4 separate regions of the Mus musculus genome follow, and all the other regions are linked to region 3. Evidence: chromatin contacts called from public Hi-C data. All regions are on one chromosome and are shown on one strand. Each heading gives the region's core, a stretch centred on a gene start, on an enhancer-like site or on the middle of the called end of the contact. The rest is flanking DNA. Distances are from core to core; before and after follow the strand shown.

Evidence for each region. Hi-C and Micro-C count contacts between places; a contact is called where the count stands out from the background.
Region 1: a contact with region 3 is called in a Hi-C map of the N1E-115 cell line, with 4 times the contacts expected there. The contact joins two enhancer-like sites. A contact is called at or near these places in 2 of 484 Hi-C or Micro-C datasets (the N1E-115 cell line and embryonic fibroblasts) and 3 of 115 datasets of contacts at active chromatin or transcription factors (VIP interneurons, forebrain and stem cell-derived neural progenitor cells).
Region 2: a Hi-C map of the N1E-115 cell line shows a contact between it and region 3, with 5 times the contacts expected there. The contact joins two enhancer-like sites. A contact is called at or near these places in 1 of 39 promoter capture datasets (the 3T3-L1 cell line), 2 of 15 datasets of contacts at CTCF or cohesin (the NIH/3T3 cell line and pro-B cells), 22 of 484 Hi-C or Micro-C datasets (the 3T3-L1 cell line, the AML12 cell line, the C2C12 cell line and 15 more) and 1 of 115 datasets of contacts at active chromatin or transcription factors (astrocytes).
Region 4: a Hi-C map of the N1E-115 cell line shows a contact between it and region 3, with 5 times the contacts expected there. The contact joins two enhancer-like sites. A contact is called at or near these places in 2 of 15 datasets of contacts at CTCF or cohesin (the NIH/3T3 cell line and pro-B cells) and 6 of 484 Hi-C or Micro-C datasets (the 3T3-L1 cell line, 3T3-L1-derived adipocytes, the N1E-115 cell line and 2 more).

Annotation. Positions count from the first base shown.
Region 1 is chr7:91,540,170-91,545,282 of GRCm38.p6, forward strand. The region is part of intron 2 of Dlg2 (discs large MAGUK scaffold protein 2); the gene reads left to right. Among named protein-coding and RNA genes, the nearest start is that of Gm24552, 300 kb to the left of the region's middle. Within about 2 kb of position 2,857, at least 41 of the 459 cell types and tissues checked have an H3K27ac peak or open chromatin away from gene starts, as enhancers often do. A contact at or near this core is called in the N1E-115 cell line, where this site is marked.
Region 2 is chr7:91,590,339-91,595,107 of GRCm38.p6, forward strand. All of the region lies in intron 2 of Dlg2 (discs large MAGUK scaffold protein 2), which reads left to right. Among named protein-coding and RNA genes, the nearest start is that of Gm24552, 350 kb to the left of the region's middle. Within about 2 kb of position 1,438, at least 43 of the 459 cell types and tissues checked have an H3K27ac peak or open chromatin away from gene starts, as enhancers often do. A contact at or near this core is called in the N1E-115 cell line, where this site is marked.
Region 3 is chr7:92,023,291-92,028,685 of GRCm38.p6, forward strand. All of the region lies in intron 10 of Dlg2 (discs large MAGUK scaffold protein 2), which reads left to right. Among named protein-coding and RNA genes, the nearest start is that of Gm32353, 69 kb to the left of the region's middle. Within about 2 kb of position 1,826, at least 10 of the 459 cell types and tissues checked have an H3K27ac peak or open chromatin away from gene starts, as enhancers often do. A contact at or near this core is called in the N1E-115 cell line, where this site is marked.
Region 4 is chr7:91,687,563-91,692,339 of GRCm38.p6, forward strand. The region is part of intron 2 of Dlg2 (discs large MAGUK scaffold protein 2); the gene reads left to right. Among named protein-coding and RNA genes, the nearest start is that of Gm32353, 270 kb to the right of the region's middle. Within about 2 kb of position 2,464, at least 11 of the 459 cell types and tissues checked have an H3K27ac peak or open chromatin away from gene starts, as enhancers often do. A contact at or near this core is called in the N1E-115 cell line, where this site is marked.

The DNA.
Region 1 (5,113 bases), core at 1,607-4,106, 480 kb before region 3:
TTATTGTCTACATTTTGATGAGTATTTGTAAAATACTAGCATGCACCCTGACAGCTACTGTTTTACTCTACATTTGCATTTTGTATCTCCAACTGTGAATTTAGTGAACACTAATTACTGTTAGTTTTTCAGCTGAATCTTTGTTGGTAGGTTATTTATTTATTTATTTATTTATTTATTTTTGAAGAATTCCATGCTGGCTCCAATCAAATGTGTGGAGAAAATTATCAGACGCAAAATAAGTAAAATAAATAAAAGCAAAGTAAGTAAATAAAATAGTTAAATATTAAAGGTCTTGTCTGTTCTTGTTTCCATGATTTTAAAAAAAATCAAATTTATAGGAAAAAATGCAAACATGGTTGTAAAACCTATTAGTCCCCACAGAACACATGACAATCCTTTGCTTTGCCTCATGGCACCTGTCAATGGCTTGGAATTTAGTAGCTCTTCTAGCTCTCCATTGCGTGATCCTGTCTTAAAATATTACAGAAGAGACTTTTTACTTATTAATTTCAGGTGGATATTCTCCTTTTGGCCTTTAATATCCTGTGCTTTATCTTCTTACTAACTACTCTTTTAACACATGGCTTGGACAAACCTGTGCGCAGAAATCATGAAATGCCTTTTGCATCACAAAAGCTGGGTAAGCTTTGGTCCTGTGGAGAAGCCCTTTGAAACCTAAGGAGGCACCATCGTGCATTTATTTCTTGATGTTCTGCAGTGTTTCTTCTCCAAGGAGTACAGGGTATAGTGTGGAGAACATTACATGGGGGTGCCTAAGAGTGTCCAAAGGAAATAAAAGAAAAAAACTGTAGGAAGTGAGAGCGCAGAGCAAAAGAAATAGCTATTGGCAAAACCAAACCCTGGGTGGCAGTTAGGCTTGCCAAAGAAACTTGAAGGAGCCAGGCTACCCTGTAGGGCCCATAGTTGGCTTTTTTGAATACTGAATCATTTTACCACAGCAAGAGAGAGTTCCATTAAACTCTCATATAAAGACCCACAATTAGACCCATAGCACAGAACATAGCCTTAAAAACCATCTACCCAGATAGGATCCAGAGAGAACAAGAGTTAGAAACAAAATCAAAGGCCAGAAACGGGATCATGTGTTTATTTCTTCACTAACTGTACTGAGAATATTGTAGGCACACTGTCCCTTGGGTTGCTAATGACAACCCATACTGGCTTGTTCCACCTCCAATTGCCTCCAAGGTGTCCAACACTTAACAATTATACTTTCTCAGTTGACAGCAGATGGAACGCTTTTGATAGACGAGCTCAGCCACCTCACACAGACCTACTGCTGACAGTGGTTTTACTTAGGGTTTTACTGCTGTGAACAGATACCATGACCAGGGCAACTCTTACAAGGACAACATTTAATTGGGGTTGGCTTACATGTTCAGAGGTTCAGTCCATTATCATCAAGGCAGAAACATGGCAACATCGAGGCAGGCATGGCACAGGAGGAGCTGAGAGTTCTACATTTTCATCTGAAGACTGCTATCAGAATACTGGCTTCCAGGCAGCAAGGATGAGGGTCTTAAAGCCCACACCTACAGTGACACACCTACTCCAACAGGACCACACCTACTCCAACAAGGCCACACCTCCAAATAGTGCCACTCTCTGGGCCAAGCGTATACCAACCATCACAGCTGGTTTGCTGAGCAAAGGGAATTAATTCTCTTTGGGTAGTCTGTAGCCGTGCTTACCATATTTGATTCATTTGTGTTCATAGTGTCCTTCTGCCAGGTCAGCTTGGAAGGACTTGCTAGATGGAAAGAAGTTTATGTGCCTATGTGTTATCCTTTAGTACAGCTGGCAAAGGGCTTAAGCATTATCTTTCACTGGAGGAAACATTTGTCTCTTAATATTGACTTTACCCTAAAAGTGCCTGGCATGAGAGGTTAAACTCTAATAAGATCATTGACGCTGGAAAACCCTTCTGTGAGAATCAAATAAGAAATTTCTTCAAGCAAATATGGTTGAAGAGCTGTTCTTTACCTTTCCCCAGGTGGTAATCACAATGGCAAGTGTCCCTTTAAAAGAGAATGTCACTGCAAGGAGCAGCTGGGTCTAGTTTCAAGGTAGCTTTAAGTTACTTTCTATACTCCAGTTCTCATACTGAAAACGTAAAACCAAGGACTTGGAAACTCAAGACCTTCACTGAGGCATTTGACATGACACTTCATCCTCTTAACTGTGTCTTTTGTCCGGGTTCAGGTTCCTAAGAAGTAAACTCCCTCTACTGCAAGCTGTGGACAGAGATGTAACTTTCCTTGGATCAAGTGCATTTAAAATGGGGGAAAAATAAGGCTTTTTACCCAGCCATCTCAGGTAGTCATCTTGGACGACCTGGTAGGGATTTGGGCTCCAGGGACACCTGTTTGTTCTTCTATGGTCAGAGCCACGATGCTCTGTTTCTCCCTAGTGCCCAGCCACGCTGGCATTGTTTATTATACCCCTGAGACTGTGTGTGAATGTCTCTAAGTGGCCACTGCCGCCAGCGCGTGTAACTGTCAAGACAGAAGGAAGCCAAACGGCCAAGCGAGGCGTGCAATTGGAGTGAGAGCCAGAGGTGTACTGCCTCTGTGGAGTCAACTGCGGCTTCTCTTCCTTCTCACACACATGGAGTTTGGAGCCGAAGAACCGCAGCCCGACACTTAGCCAACTGGATGTGTGTGAGCCGGCTCTGAAGGTTGCACCGCCTTTCCCGAACCTCCTGCTGGCAGGATGTAAATATACCTGCAGACCGGCCAAACAGGACTGCCTTTCCCCCCAACCCCTCCCTCCTCCCACCCTCTCCCGGCTAACCAGCATGAGAGGATCAGAGAAAGCAACAGCCCGCAAGTGACAGCTCCAGCCGGAATCTGCTCGGCTCAGCCTCCGTGGGAAGTTGATTGTGCAGAGGCTTTCATTGTGAACCTCCGCTGGCATCGCTATGTTTGCCTCGATCTGGTATGCCAAGAAGCTGGGTCGCAGGTTCGTGCACAATGCCAGGAAGGCGAAATCAGAGAAGGTATGGAATGAGTGGGGAGGAAGATCGCTTTATGGATGTGCCAAGTGCCTGCTCTGGGCTCTTGGTCTGAATATAGACGCAGCCTTTATTCGCCGGTTGTAAGAACCTGCCTCTCAATAGAAATATGGTCCATGCCACTTAGGAAGGGGCAACTCTTAGAGGCTAGTTCTGGAGGGAGAAAAGCATTCCGGTTGATGGGGATCTTGGCTATTCGAGCTGTTAGCTGATATCAGTGGTTGATAGAGAGGGTCTCCACAGAGACAAGTATTCCCTGGCATTGCATAGGGTGGAAGCAGGGGAGCAGCTGCAGTCTGTGCTTATTGGGGGAGCTCACTAGTAAACTTGTTGCTGGACTGCATTATTTTTATTACTGTGATCTTTGGGTCTATGGGAGCATTATAAATACCTGTGTCTTTCTCTAGCACACGTGTCTCTGCGTCCTGAGAGACTTAATGGTGACACTTACCACACCTCACAGGAGTGCTTGATATTGTTTCCAGTGAACAACAAACAGAATCTTCATTACAAAAGTGTTTACAATGGGCAGGAATTCTATATTCAATGGGCTACTGGTCTCTGTTTAGAGAATGGCTTTTTGTCCCTTGTATTCCATACGATGAGTTTCCAGAGAATTTCTGCACAGACTGACCTCCTTAGTTTTGTTTCTCTAAGAAATTAAGATAGTCTGTAAGTCCCAAGGTACACTAAAAACCTGAACATAACAGAAGATATTAATTTACATCTTTGATTTTTTTTCCAATGTTTTTTGAGGCACTGGCCCAAACCTGTCATGTTTTGGAAATTGGGAAAGCAAAAAGGATTTGGTAGGTGCTGGGGAAACTTCCTTTAACCCTAACAGAATCTTGTTGAATCCCACATTGTCTATATTTCTCTGAGGATGTTATTTTTAGCCCAGATTCTTTCAACCTTTCACACATTCCTGAGGCTGACCCAGGATAGCTCCCAGGGTCCTTGGTACTGTTATTCTTCCCAACTACAAGGATGATATTGCTACTGCGCTCGATCTGTTCTGTCAGAGTAGGGATGTTGATAAAATACAAGAATGCCGTGATAAACCAAGATAGAATTGCATTGTGATAAGAAAATATATTGTGGTTATTTTCACTTAAGGGCTGTTGCCTTTAGCAGTACCTAGATCCAAAAACTACCACATGATAGCCAGCTTGTTCTTCATTGACCCTTTTGATGAAGGAGTGGGTGGGAAGGTTTAGGGTAACATAGGTTCCTTCTGCATTTTATATGTCACAAACTGCAAACTTACTGTGTTCCACTACATTGATTTTGGAGTCTTGCTTCAAGTTATTTTTAAGGAAAGCTACTTTGAGGAAGTAAAAAGACCTTCTATTAGAGCACATTTTTTTTTAAGGAAAAAGGTGTTTCTTTCCATAAAAATTGTAGGCTATATGGATGACAGGACTCTGAAAGACACTGGGGGACAATGCCTTCTGGCAAATTAGTATGAAAAGAAAAGTTGACTCTTCTAGTGCTATTTAATTCAGATTCAGACCTGTGTATGGCAGCTGTGTGTGAAGGACTTGAAAGGCTGTTAATCTAACCAAGTGACTTGGGCTCAGCCTCTGCGTTTTCAGCATGTGCAGGAAGTAGCAACAGGACTCAGGATATCCTCTTCACTTCTGGGCTCGATAGTGCCTAGAATAGGCAAGAACTCCAGCCTGAAGGATCTTCATTTTATTTATTTATTTATTTATTTATTTATTTATTTATTTATTTATTGTCTTACTCGGAGTGTAAGATGCACTCACATCAGGAACTCACATAAACTAAAGTCCACTAGGCTGTCAGAGTCATAAGGACCTAAATGAAACAAAACAGATTCGTTCTAATACCCTGAGCTTGCCAAAAAATGGCTGGGAGGAGCTAATTTTGAATACTAGGCGCTGACATCTCTTAGAGTTTGTGCTTGAGGAGTTCCTAGAATAAACCAAAAGGTTGGCTACCTAGAAAAATGTAGCCACTCAGACAAAACCTGGTGAGTGGCAGTGGTTTATATGGTATAATCAGATCAAATTACTTATTTAAACAAGTAAGTATGAATTAGCATTTTCAGCT
Region 2 (4,769 bases), core at 188-2,687, 430 kb before region 3:
TTGAAATTATGCTAGAGATCTGTAGAGCTGCTCTGGATTCATATATATTGATACAATACCCATCTTACCTGCTACCAGTCAAATATTCCTATCCTAAATACACATAAAGTTGTGAATGTGGGCAGACACATGCATTCAGTAGACAATAACACATTAGGGCTAACTGGAAGGATAAACAATTAGAAATAACACTGGCACTCATAAATAGAGACGTTTGTAAACTAGACTGCATTCATATGGGAAAGTGACATACAAACACAAAAATTTTGTTGACCTGGGATGATCTTAGAGATATTTAATGAGCTATTAATGAAAAACCTGAAATGGGTGAAGACATGAAACTATGCTGTCCTTTATATAGAACAGCAAGTTAATGACACTTATTTTGTCTTTTCACAGTGACAAGCATGGTGCTAGCTTACATACTAACCTGTTTACTTTCTCATGATTTACCAGTGACACTGCAGTTCATTTGTATTCTGAAAGTCCTTAATGGAGGCAAACAAAAACTTAAAGCTGATTATTTCTCTCAAATTGTTTCCCCTCAGAAGCCCAACTGAAATTTAGCATGGGATTTTCTATATCCCATAGACCCTCCTCCTAGCTTTTAGAACCTCCTCCTAGCTGCCTGGATGGCAGTCTTCTGCTGGCTGCTTTCTGATCAAGATGCAGAACTCTCAGCTCCTTCTCCAGCACTATGTATGCCTGGAGGTACCTGGACACTGCCATGCTTTCTGCCATAATGATAGTGGACTGAACCTATGAAACTGTAATTCAGCCCCGATGAAATGTTCTCCTTTCTATGGGTTGCCTTGGTCATTGTGTCTCTTTGCTCTGAGTGCAATAGATTGGCAGCCATGCTCGGTACAGAAGTCAACTTCTCACCCCATTCTTCATCCCTTCTTATAATTATTAAGTTATTTCTGAATCTTCTTTTGTGATAGTCCCCAAGCCTCGAAGTCCTCTCTAAGCTGGATGATTCAGCTGGCTTTTCTCAGCTTCTCACTGAATTTCTCTGCTGAGCCATAAACTAACTATGGCAATTTGTTCGAATCTTCTGGCTCCTTATTCGCTGGATTCAACTGCCTCTGCTGACCTGCACTAAACTGCATGAACTCAGAAACTCAACTCCAGTGCACTCACTGCGCTGACTCACCACTGACTCATTCTCCCTGTACTATCCTGCTCTTAAATAGCTTTTCTTTCCTGTGCTGTTGTCCTGAGAGTTGGGGGTATCCTATCTCTGACCATTTTGTCAAATCATGTTCTGATTTGTAATTTTGTGTGCTCCTCAATTAGATGTCACTTTCACACATGGCTGCTTCCTTCTATAAACTAATTTTACCTTCATTGTTTGCAATTAAACATGTGTACTAAGGGTGTGTCTGTAGTCCTTCCAGGCAGAGGGATTAAAATTGTGTATTCCAGCCAGAGGGATTAAAGGATGTGTGGCAAACCTGTATTCCAGCCAAATCACACAGACCGACTGAGGTCTTTGGATGTGATCCCTTGTCAGTTTCTGGAATAAAATTCCTCCACACACTGCTACTCTGTGGGCATAAACAGCTATTTAGAAAATAATTTGACAGAGATATCATGTCCATTTAGCAAAACAATAACAGAAGCTTTTGTGCTAAGATATGATCTTCCCACATCAGGCTTTGACTATGTTTGCAATTCTAGACAAAAATTCCCTCCTGTGGAGCTAACCTCAACTAGAATCTGAAAGCACTTTGTTATCCTCCTAATGAACTTGCCAGTTCTTCTCCACTGGGCTCATTTCCCTGGCCAGCCAATATTGTTATACTCAGGCTTTATAGCCAAGTAAACCTGTTACGAGCTCTCCCTCAGCACTCTGAAGAATTCCTTCTGGCAGGACGCTATGAGGGGAAGCCACCCAGGAGGATGTGTCCAACCCAGGTCCAAGTTGATTTTTGTCTTCATGTTCTATGGCCACGGAATGTGGCATGCTCAGCAAGTGTTAGAAGGTTCTTTTGAATCCCATTCCCAGTCACATTAGCTGGTGGAGATGGTCCTGGGGCTAAGCCTTTGCAGGAAAACAATAATGCAGATTAGGTGTTCCTTTATAAAGCCTGTGAGAAGTAACAGATGAGTGTATTTAGGAAATCTGGAAGTTGAAGTACAAGTTTTTTCTTCAATTTAAAATTATTAGTGTGTTTTGTGGTTGCTTTCTATAGCACATATGGAGGTCAAAGGATATCTTTCCTTATGTGATTCTTTCCTTCCACCATGGGTTACAGGGTGTCAAGTTTGCATAGGAAATGGTTTATTCACTGAACCATCTTGTCAGGCCCACTAAACTTCATTCTTTGACAGAAGCAGGAAAATGTAGCCAACTAAATATATGTGGGGGAAAGATGGACTCACTGAGAGTCTAAAGGTATCATCTGGAATTTCTAGATAGCATAGAAACATATAAGAAGTATGGATTCTTGTGATGTAATAGCATTATACTAAGCACGTTGTACTTATTTATTTATGGAATATATATATATACATATATATATATATATATACATATATATGCATATAACAACAATTAATAAAATAAGAGGCCATGAATTTGAGAGAGACCAAGGAATAGTATGTGAGTAGGGGGTTAGAAGGAGGAAAAGAAAGGGGATATGGTGTAACTACATTTTAATCTCAAAGAATAAAAATATTTTTAAAAGAATATTTATGATGTCTATTCAAAAAGTTTCTTTAAAAGCAATGGTGAAGTTTCTTCATATTTCTTCTCCTAATTGCATAGTCTCATTTTTTTCCCTACCTTTATTTTCCTATATTACTACATGCTTGTCTTTGGAGAGGTTTCCTTGCCTTTGTTATCTTCTGCAGAGGACAGGTTATTCTAAACCATTGCATTCCAGGAACAGGTGACTCAATCCAATCTATAATATTCACATACATTCACATTTTAAGTAAATGTGTCATTTAGCATGTAACTTCCCTATAAATTAAAAAGAAATAGCTACCCTTTTTGCACCAATTACCTCCAGAAAATTCCCCTCCTATTCATTGTCTTTCTGTTATGCAAACTTAACAAAAATAGAGAAATGAAGAGTGGAAAGTATTTTTTGTTACTGCCTTTCCTTTAAATATTCCCACTCTAAGTAAATTTCAAATGTAAAAGATGTATTTTTGATATGGTTGATGCTTTGGGATTTGCAGGTTTTAAGGACTTATTTTAGTATGCCTGATACAGTGTGTAGTTTCTTAGTATTGATGGTATACGCATTAAATTATAGTTATACTAATTGCTATGCAGGGCTATCGCTGATGTGATTTTTTGCCTGAATTGGATGAACTGAATATATGTTTACCAGCAAGCTTGCTTCTCACAAATGCACTCCTGATGCAGCATTAGACCATAGCAGACAGAAAAGTATATCAGAGTGGATCACTAAGCAAGTAGAGTGTGAAAATGAGCTATGTTTTTTGTTTGTTTGTTTTTTTCCATGAGTTACAGCTATTTCTTGGTGAGTTAGAAGCTCTGAATATTGGAGGCTAAATCTCCAAAATAGGATTAAATGGAGATGTATAAAAAAGTGCACTAGCTTTAAGCAAGTGTGGAAATCATAAACCTATATTTCAGACTTAGCTCAAAGGACAAAATGCTAAAGGAATGTAACACAAAAAGTGCTAGTAGTTGAATGGTATTTTAAGGAACGAGATTAAAGTGGACACTGCATTGTGATCATGGTGGTAAGGAACACCTGAAAGTGGGGGAGAATGAAACTCCAAGAAACAAATGACATTTTCTTTTAAGGAATAAAAAGAGAGAGTGCCTCCTCGCTGAAGATTAATATTCTACAGTTGGTTCAGGAGCATGCACAAGAGTTTGATGTCCCATAGTAGCAAGGCCCCAGCAACCTTGTCTGCCACTCAGGGCTGTTTGTGTGCTGAGACTTCATTAGTATGCAGAGGAGCAAACTGTAAAGAAGCAAATGTCAAAAGTCTCATGGTTTGCTTTTGGGCTTGTAGCCTTTGCCTTTGAAGTAAAGTTAAAATAATGAATGCAGTGGTGGTGCACACCTTTAGTCCCAGGAGGCAGAGGCAGGAGGATCTCCCTGTGAGATAAAGGCCAGTCTAGTCTACAGAACAAGTGCCAGGACAGGCAGGGCTACACAGAAAAACCATCCTGTCTCAAAAACAAACAAACAAACAAACAAGCAAACAAACAAACAAACAAGCAAACAAACAAACAAAGCACTTGAATAAAGTATAGAGAAAGGAAAAGTAGACGGACATTGTAGATGTAAAACCATTCTCTGCCACACAAGTTTAATTATGGCACTTGACTTACATGACACATTTGGCAGAGTGCTTTGGGGATAGTCATAATCTTACCTTTATACCACCTTCATCTGGCAGAGCAGCAATTATTGAACATCTATCTTTTTTCAATAACCATTTTGGAATGGGTAACAATATAGAAATTAGTTGGCCACATTTTTACTTTTTTAGCATTTTAACGTAATAAACTAACAAATAAAATTCCCACACAGCTAGATTAATATAGACATTCAACCACATGTCCAGTCCCCTACTGTATGCATCTCAGTAAACTCTCATTCTGAGCCATGGAGTTTCTTTTAGGGCTTTGCTCTTTCAACACCAATGACAAGTTTTATGGATGTGTCCATAACAGAAAGAAAGAAAGAAAGAAAGAAAGAAAGAAAGAAAGAAAGAAAGAACTATACTAGAGTTGAAACTGAAAGGCAATTATCTTGTATCTTCTTCATGAC
Region 3 (5,395 bases), core at 576-3,075:
CTTCATGCTCATCCGACCGTGTCCCCTCTTTTCCCCAATCCCCTCTTTCCAAAAACAAGCAGCCATGTGAGACCTCTCACTACTACCTTATGGGTGTGGACACTGAGGCAAGGTCACTCAGCAATGTAGTGGAAGAGTCCTGGTGGGTACATTCAGGTCTTCTATTCTGCATTAGCAGTAACAGGGTCATCATGATATAGACACCAAAATGAACGTATTCTAAAAGAAGAACCAGTAATTCTTGGAAACTGACAGAGAAAGAGGAAGTTCAACATGACTGAGCTTTCAAACCTGGGAGATGCAAATGATGCAGAGTATTTGAGATGGCTCCTGCTATGGAAGTGAGGTGGTGAATGTGACTCCAGCTAATTTACCCATAAACTCTCAGGTGTGACAGATTTGCCCTTGGTGCCCAATTTCCACGGCCCAGAGTTGGCAGTGAGAGTCAGTCATCTATTCAAAAATTATTATCTTTGGTACTACTTTATCAAATGATTCAGCTTGAAAATACCCTCATCTATCCTGTATAAAATATATCCTACTTAGTGTATACATTCAACCATCTGGCAACTGGTTATGGTTGCTGTTTAATCATCACCTCTCAAAACAGAAAGGTTCTTTTGTGTATTTACAGAGTTTGGTAAGATTGTCAAAAAAGAAATGTCGACAACGGTAACCATATTATGCCATAGTCATATTTTTCTGGATATATGAGGATATAAAACAGAATAAGTATTCCTTGAGGAAATAGCAAAGCTGAGAGAAACATTTTATTGGTCTAGAAATATCTGGAAGGTGTTAATATCTGACAAAGACAAGATTTATGTAGCTAAGATAGAAGTAGGTGGGTTGTATAAAAGTAATTGGAGAAAAACTTAAATCACATAAAACTTTAAATAGATTATTGAGGGGAATACTTTGCATATGATATGAACTTTTAAGAAGCATTTAATAAAAAGTGGTCATAAGAAAAACTGAGAAAAGAAAGCAATACTGTCAAATACCATGTACTTGAGCAATGTTAATAGAAGCTCCTAAAAGTTGTTTTAAAAACTTCTCTCATCAGTAGACTTGTGATAAATGGCAAAATCATCTTTATGATTTTCTGTCTTATGGTCTGTGTAAAACAAAATCATAATTTGCTATTTAAAGCACAAAGTTTCCCATAAGCACTTTTAGCATGAGGAAATCAATCATTTATAGACTTCTTAGAGCTACAGAAATTTAGAATTTAAAGGAGACATTTTTATATTTAAATATTCAGTATCTATACGTATGTTCATATATCTGTCTACATATAAAATGCTTATAGAGGTCATTTAATATTGTCACTCAACCTAAAATCCCATGTTTTAGTACAGACTTTTTTTAAGATTTACTTATTCGTTTTATGTATATGAGTACACAGTCGCTGTCTTCAGACACACCAGAAGAGGGCATCAGTACCCATTTCAGATGGCTGTGAGCCACCATGTGGTTGCTGGGATTTGAACACAGGACCTCTTGAAAGAGTAGACAGCTCTCTTAACCCCTGAGCCATCTCCCCAGCCCCTAAACCTTTATTATTTTGATGCAAAAAGCCTAGGCAGTGTTTTATTTTACCTAAACTTGATTTCAGTTTTAATCCTTGAACTTCTGATCCTCCTGTCTTCCTTCCCCAGAACTGGGATTAAAGGTGGGTGAATATCAGCCTGGTTTATGAAGTGCTAGGGATCCAATCCAAGGCTTCTTGCCTTCTAATCAAGCACTCTACCAACCAAGCCACACCTCAGCCTGCTAAACATTTTTTGTTTTGTTTTTCCTTATCTGTACTGTCTGTGAGTAGTCACTCAGTGTTCAACAGTTGGCAGTCTTAAAGGTCCTTTGTATAGAGAGAATTCAGAGCGGTTAGAAGCAGCCTTTGAACTTCAACAAATGAGAAGAGAATAACTGTTACTGAATTTTAAATTTTTTATTAATTCTTTGAGAGTTTACTACAACATGTTCTAATCATATTTACACCTCCCCTCTAACATTTTCCATACCCACCTTTCCCACCTACCCACCTCATTTTGTGTCCCTCATTTTGTGACTCTACAGCAAGAGGTGGGTTGCATGGCCACCTCCTCTCTCTGTGCTGGGTTGTGGCCTGGCTTGTGTTTGCACTGTTTTTCTGCATGCTGCTGCAACTGCTGTAAGTGCATGTGTGCAACTGCCCTGGTGTGTCCAGGAGACATGGTTTCCTCTGGTTCTTACACTCCTTCTGCTCTATAAATCCTGGGAGGAGATTATGTGCATATGTATGCATAGAATATGCATACCCTTCAGAGCTGGACGTTCAGCAGTCTCTTGGACTCTGTACTTCAACCATTTGTGTGTCTCTGTGTTAATCATTATCTATTACAAATAGCCTTTCAGATAATGGGTATAATGATGGGATTGGTCTAATGCTATGTCTATTTAGCATAATAATACTAGGAGGTTTTTTTTCCTCTAGGTCCTATTACCAATCTAGCCATAAATTCTTGACCTTGCTAACAGTGTCAGGTGTGGGTTTTAGCTTGTAGAGAAGGAAGTCAAGCAGAAAGTGGTTGATCACTCTCACTATTACTCTAGTGGGTGTGTTTTTCCAGGCCAGCCATTACTGTAGGCAATAAGCTTCACTGTGGCTGGCTATGACTGAGGTGTACTTCCCTTCCATTAATATGCATAGCATGTTCCAGCACCATAAAAGCTAACCGGTTGACTGTTCCATGTCTTATGATCTAAGTATGTGCTATCTTACCATCAAGTTTGGCCATAACCAAAAGCAACAACAATAGGCTTACTGTTTATGGTCTAGAGGAATCACTGGCCAAGAACTCTCAAAAAAGTCACCCATTCACAGCACTAGACTGTTTATTCGTTAGCCTGTGCTGTCTAGTAAGGACATTGTTGCCCTGAAATAGAGTAATTCCATCACATCTTCTCTCTCTCTCTCCCTCCCTCTCTCTCCCTCCTTCTCCCACTCGCTCTCTCCCTCCCTCTCTATGTCTCTGTCTGTCTCTCTGTCTCTGTTTGTCTCTGTCTCTCTCTCTCTGTGTGCATTATGTGTGTGTTAGAAAATTTCTACAGTAGTACCTTTCTATACATCTTTTTTGAAATGTTCTTAATCCTATTTATCCTTCCCCACACACCCTCCTCTACCCTGCCTTCCACTTCCCCCATCCCACTTTAACTAATAACTGGACCTTTGTTTCCTGTTAACCCTTTACAGCAGTTCTGTTCCCCTCCTTTGTAATCCCCTCCCCATGGCCTCTTAGTAGTTTCCTGTGGCCTAGAATGGTCACTGATTTGACATAGTGTTATAAGCAGGAAGTAGATATTTTCATAATTATTTTGTTTTTACTCTGTTACTTGCAGCTATAATACAAGTCAATGAAAATAGGATTTTTGCTTGTTACTTATTTTTCATCAGTTTTATTCCTATATTCTAGGGAATATATATAACACACATTAGGTATATAGTAAATATTTGTGATGAAAGACTGATTATGTGAATAATTCCACCTCTATTTTACCCAGACCTGCTCCTTTCACCCTCTACGCTAATTAATATAATTTCAATATCCAAGTTAAAACTAAAAGCTTATTTGAAGGGTAGAGGCTCAAAGACTGTCTGAAGTGATTTAAATTTTGCATATCCGTGCTGTGATGGAAGGCCTAGCTTGGAATTTGATGGGTTTACCTTAAAAAAATATTTTAGACTCAGTAGCTAGTAAAGCATACTGGAAAACACTCTTTTGGGATAGTTCACGCCTGTCCCTTTAAATCGACTCTTCGTATCAGTTTTATCATTTGCTTCTTTCTTAATAATTGACTTGGCTAAAAAGCTTCACCTCTAACTACTGTAAACCATCAATAGTCCCAATGCAAGGGATGGGACAAAGCCTGGTCAGCAGCTGAATCGTGCCCATGCTCTCTCATGCCCCATCACAGAGAACTCTGTGCAGATGGGCAGCAGCGCCTCCTAGCGGCCGAAATGTGTGAAGTATCCTAGAATGTAAAATTGAGAACACAGAGTTTTGTGATCTATCACTAGAAAAGGTGATTATGTCTCTGCATTTGTCAAGCTTTAAATTTTTCTCTAAAATGCTTTTGTTAAAGTTTTACAAAGCATATTTGAAATTAAAACATCTATTTCAAGTATATAATTCAGTGAGTTTCAGTGACTTTATCCAGTGGTGTATCCATTCCAGAAACAAAAAAAGGCATTTTTATCTCCAGTCAGAATCTAAAGATCCATTTTTAATTTCTTTCTTTTCCTTTCTCTCCCAGACCCAAACACCAGACTGGTTTCTTTTGTGCCTTTTTATGAGTCTTTTTTTTTTTTCTTTTCTGTCTGTTTCCCTGATGTTTGTGAATGACACGTTCTTACTGTGTAGCCAAAACTGTCCTCAAATTTGTGATTCTTCTGTGTCACCTTCCCAAACGTAGGGATCACACACACACACACACACACACACACACACACACACACACACACACACACACATAGCCTTTATATTTTCTTAACATTCATAGTACGCTTTTTACCAGTGGCTTATTTATTTCATTATAATCACTGTAATAAGATGCCTAAAAAGATTTACCTTAAGGGACAAAGGCCTTATTTTTAGCTTACAGCATGATGCAATAGTTCACCATAGAGAGGAGGGAATGGTGAGAAAAGTGACTTCCAGATGTGGAAGCCAAGTGTGAAAGGCAGCAGGTCACACTGCAGCTATAGTCTGGACTTAGAGAGAAATAAATTCTGACATTTCCCTTGCTCTTCCCTCTTTTCTTTCTTATTCAGGCCAATGCACCTGCCTTTGTAATGATATCACCCTCATTTATATGACATTTATCTTCCTCAACTAAATCGCTCTGGAAACACAGTGTGTGCGAGTGATAGATATTCCTAGGTGATTTTGAATCTAGTAAAGTTGACACTGAAGATCGGCCGTCACAACTAGCTAGAGAATGCGTTAAGAATGTTTGTTTAAGAGGTCAAACGATCTTATTTCTTTTCCGTTCTATTTGTTTAACCTGAACAAATAAGGATGATTCATCTTTCACAAACTGAGCTAAACTGATATTTGACAGCAACAACAGTGAGCATCTCCATGTGGGCAGATGAGGGCTGTGTAATGCAATGCCCAGCTGCACTGATGACTCTCAGCCTTGTTTAAGGGGCCCCAACTGTGGACAGCAGTAAACCCTGTAATGCCCTGTTATGGCCCATTGCTTACTTCACTTACATCTGTAATTTTTATGGCTTCCATTTCATTTAGGCATCTCCAATAAGGCATAAGGTTATTGGAGCAGAACAGAATCAATTTATTGTCATTTTCATACATTAAAACCCACGGCATATTTTATTGCAAGATTAAAGTTC
Region 4 (4,777 bases), core at 1,214-3,713, 340 kb before region 3:
CATTTGCATTTTTGCATTTCTACTCCGAGTCTATTCACAATTGCTAGCAGTGTTTGGTTACCTTGGACCCATTGTGAATGTTGTCGTTACCCCATTTATCACTGAGAAGTTTTCCCTAATTTAACATTCAGCTCTACTCATATTACTTAGTGGTTTAAAAACAAATTATTTAAAGTGGCACTTCCTTTTAAGTACGAGCTAATGTGTGGACAAAGCAAGCATGTCTGGAAATGTCAAGAATCCATGGCGGAGTGAGAACAGCAAGTGCTTGTTTCTTTCTTATTAAAGGATTCCCCCCCGCCCCCCCGCGAGTCCTTCATCTCTAAAAGAGATGAGTCAAATTCCTGAGATATTTCCTTTATGTGCAATGATGACCTGTTTTTTAATGATAATTAAAATCATGGAAAACAGATTGGCAAACATTTTCTTACAAACTGTGTGTGTGTGTGTGTGTGTGTGTGTGTGTGTGTGTGTGTGTGTGTGTGTATTACTTAGAAGCACAATGAAACTTTCTTTCAGTTTGTATTAAGCATGAGTTCAGACCTCTCTCCAGCCACTCCATTGTGCTTAGATCCTGACCAATCACCCACTGTTCTCTGATCCCAGAAGCCACTATGTACTCTCCTGGTAATTCCTTCCTCTGTCCTTAATAACACTCTCTGTCTCTCTGCTTGATTTAATCACATTCAGCATTGAAGGATCATCTCTCATGGGTCTTTTCTGAGGCTTTCTTTTCTCTGTGATTCCAGCAAATGTTGTCCAGATGCCTGCTTTTCAGTTATCACTGTGATTACTTACTGCTTGCTTCATCCTTCACACTACAAACTTTGTAAGATCACCAAGTGTTTATTCCTTGGCTCTTAGAGCTAAGCTAGAAGATGACAATTTGTAAATTGTGGAAAATCCTATATTTTCAAAACTTGGTAGAGAGGGATTGGTGCTATTTTAGGCAAGGCAGGATAGAGAATAACGTCTTATATGGTGATTACTCCCTAAAATGCAGTGTGTCCCCTGAAAGCCCAAATAATCAGTCTGATCATTTAAGAGAATACAAAAATCAAAAAATTGACACACACACACATATATTTGAGTATGGATATTTCTATTTATGTGACAATATCTATTTCACACACACACACACACATATATATATACACATATATACATAGAGAGAGACATGCATTATATAAATATGTGTGTATACATTTGTGTGTATATATTCACTCTATGTAAAAATCGTGTATTTTGGTGTCACATGAATAGAAATGCACATGTTCAAAATTACCAGTGTTAATTTGTTCAGTCACTAACATACATATTTATGGATTTATGAATTACATGAGATCCCTATCCCTATTGTTGACAATGTGTACAATAGGTAAATAGTGGGAAACAATCAACAAATAATATTTCTTTAGATAGAGAAGCATTACTAAAAATCCAGTAAGACAATATGGTGTGGTGATTAGGTTAGAAAGTGCTTCTTTAAATAGATGTTAAAGTGAGGCAGGAGGAATTAATAGGGAGGAAACAATTCAGTTGACAACTGAGAATGAAAGTGTAAAGGAAGAAGCCCTGTGAAGAGCCTTAGCTGATATCATAAATAAGAGAAGAAAAGGGTTACAAGATGCCCTAGGGTTATATACATGTGATATATTTTTGTAATGCAAGAAAGCCAATGTGAAGAAAAGAAATTATAGATGTGAAGGGATGGAAGTTGGAGAGTTAGGTAAGCTTAAGACATGTAGTCTTCAGAGCTCATGAGGATATTTCATTAAGATTAAGTTAACAAACCACCTTTATGGAAAGACACTCCATAATTTAATGAACATAGTGATGTTGAGTTTTCAGGAGAGTAATTGAAATGCAATTTAATGGTTAAGATTCAAGAAGAGTGCTGTAGGCCTGTGGTATTATTCAGTCTTATCTTTTAGGGGTTGATATTGGTTATATTCTTTATGACATTCAAAAAGATTCAAATAAAATCTCTTTTACCTTTAACCTTTGAGTTAATTTCAAGACAGTAATGGTCAAGTCATATATTCAGGAACCAGCTTCAGTCAGGAGGAACATATAGTTCTGTTGTAGCAATTCTGAAGCAAGGGATAGAATGGATTTAGAAATTGGAAGGTTTGAAAGTGTCCTCTCATCATGAGATGCCTGCAGGCAGAGTGTTCATTATCCTATCACAACTGTATCAAAGAAAACTGCAGTATGTCAGTGGCCTTGACAGGATAAATAAATGATTTTCTAAACAGCTCTTTGTTTCTGATCGGTTCATAAACTGTATGTTTAATTCCAAGGTCAGCAGAAATCACATCCTGGCAGGCTGTGTTAAGTAACCTGAGTCTTGCAATTTGGAGTCATGGTCAGATTTATGGTTCAGAGGAGAATGAGTAGAATAGGTCAGTGGAAAGATACAGACTGGAAATTAAGAGACCTGGACTCTCATAGATGGGTCATCGTAGCCTTTGAATCACCCTAGGCATGTTGCAGAATCATAGTTTCTGCAGTCAACCATAAAATGGGGGAGTTAGACCAGATGAAAACATGACTCATGTTTCACTATATCCTATTGCAATGATTCATGGTGATTCTCTAAACCATGAGCAAAATAAAAAAGAGAGGAGACTATAGGAAAACCCCTTAAAAAAGAATCTGGGAAAAATTAGTAATGGATGAATAATGAAGAAAAATAGGTATCCCATATATCTTGATAATTTATAGCCTGGGAATTTGATGGTGATGGGTGCTTTATGTTACTGACTCATAATTATTTAATATCTATGCTTAGTCAAGCATTTTTTCATGTATAATTATCTTAATTTATGTTGAACTCTATATTGGTAAGGTTGGTCATCTTATCTCCAGTTGTAGATGAAGATATTGACTTATAGAAGCAAAATAAGTTGCTGAAATTTATACCAAAGCAAGGACTAGACTTGTGTTTGGGCCACAGGTTTTCATACCAAAGAATTAATCTTTCTAAATTTTATTTTGATGCTTATGAAGATTATGGGGTGGGAGGAAGGTATTTATCTGTGAACAGGTGTAGTTCATGTGAGTGTAGGTGGCCATAGAAACCAGAAACCATCAGATTCTCTAGAGCCAGAGGCAGTGTGAGCCTCAGGTCTTCTGGAAAACTCTGGAAGATCCATAATATCGAGTGTGTTCTTAATCCTTTATTACCACATTAAAAAGGGAGACACACTTAACTGCAGATTCATTTCTCCATCCCCTGTTCTATACAAGTTTTATAGGCTCACATGTATTGATGTTATCTTTATTTTTCGCATACATGACAAATATAAAATGATTATATTTTAAACTTATTTGAACCATCACACCATTCAGAAATCCATTAATAGATTTCTGTAAATATAGTGGCTCCAAGGAGGAAGTAGAAACAAAATACTGCTCAAAGTAGTTAAAGCTTTCCTTGAAGTTCTGTGCTGCATTTTTTAAGAGAGGGGGTATATATTTTTCTTTATAAATCATGATCTTTTAACAGGAGTAAATATGACAAATTATGAAATACAAGCAGTATTTTAGTTTCTCTGAAATCTGTAAGATAAATGAAGCTGATTTAAGCATAGGTAATCTAAACTTGGACTAGTGTTCAGTGTAGCAACTACTGATGTTCTACCCAAAGGACAATCCATTGTCCTCGAAACACAACAGGTAATATCCATAATATTCTGTGTGTCCTTAGTCCTTTATTGCCACATTGAAAAGGGTGATCTTGTGTTCCTAAATTCATGTAGTTTCTATGATGGACAAGATATAAAAAACTAGATAATTATTAATTCTGCATAATAATTGTAAGATGTAAACCTACACTCCTTGATATATTAAAAGCTGAGTGCTTATTCAGCAGGATAAACCTCATCCAGAATGCAGAGTGAAACTTGAAGCTGTGACGGCAGCAATTGTTTCTATTTGTTTCTAATTTATTTCTAATTGTTTCTATTTGTATCCTATAAAATGTACCTCCTTCCAAGTTAAAGGCATGCACGAGTAGATGAGTCGTGGGAAATGTTGTATACCCTCAAGTTTGCCACCTCAATCTGCTACAGGGGTGGTTGACATGTTGACATGCAGCTCTTCCTTCTGGTGGTGACTATGATACAGGTTGAGAAGGAGAAATGGCATTAGATAAGATGCCTGTGTCATCTTTTCCTGTTTTCTTCCTTTCCAGTAGAACAACTAGCATGATTGGTGAGATCTTGCTAGTCTTTTCAACAATGTCTTTTAAATTAGGTGTGATTGTTTCTGATGAGGACTAGACTGTCCACATAATCATCTCTCCATCTCAGCAGCGGCTGGGCTTCCTTTACCCTCCTCCTGTTGGATCTCATTACATGAAGTTTCCTTACATCACAGGACCTGTGAGCCTTCTGCATTGATTTCACAGTAAGCTGTGTTGAATGTTCTCTGCCATTTCTTACACTGAATTTAAGGAAATGCAAAGATGGAATAGAAAATCTATTGCTGAATTTTCTTGCAGTGATCTTGCTGTGGACTAGTCCAATGGCCTTAAACTGATCTCCAACCAATTCAGAATGAAACACATCTACCCTAAAAACATTTGGAAGTATTCAGTTACTTGTTCCTCTACAGAATGCTCATTTTATAGTTCAAAATACGTCAATCATTCCATGATGTTGCTATAATATAGTCCAAAGTCTTAGAGTGATGGAGAAGATAAGATACGCCCACACTGACCTGCTTGAAAAGCAGTTTCTTCTAATGTCTCCCTAATTAATTTAGCCATAGA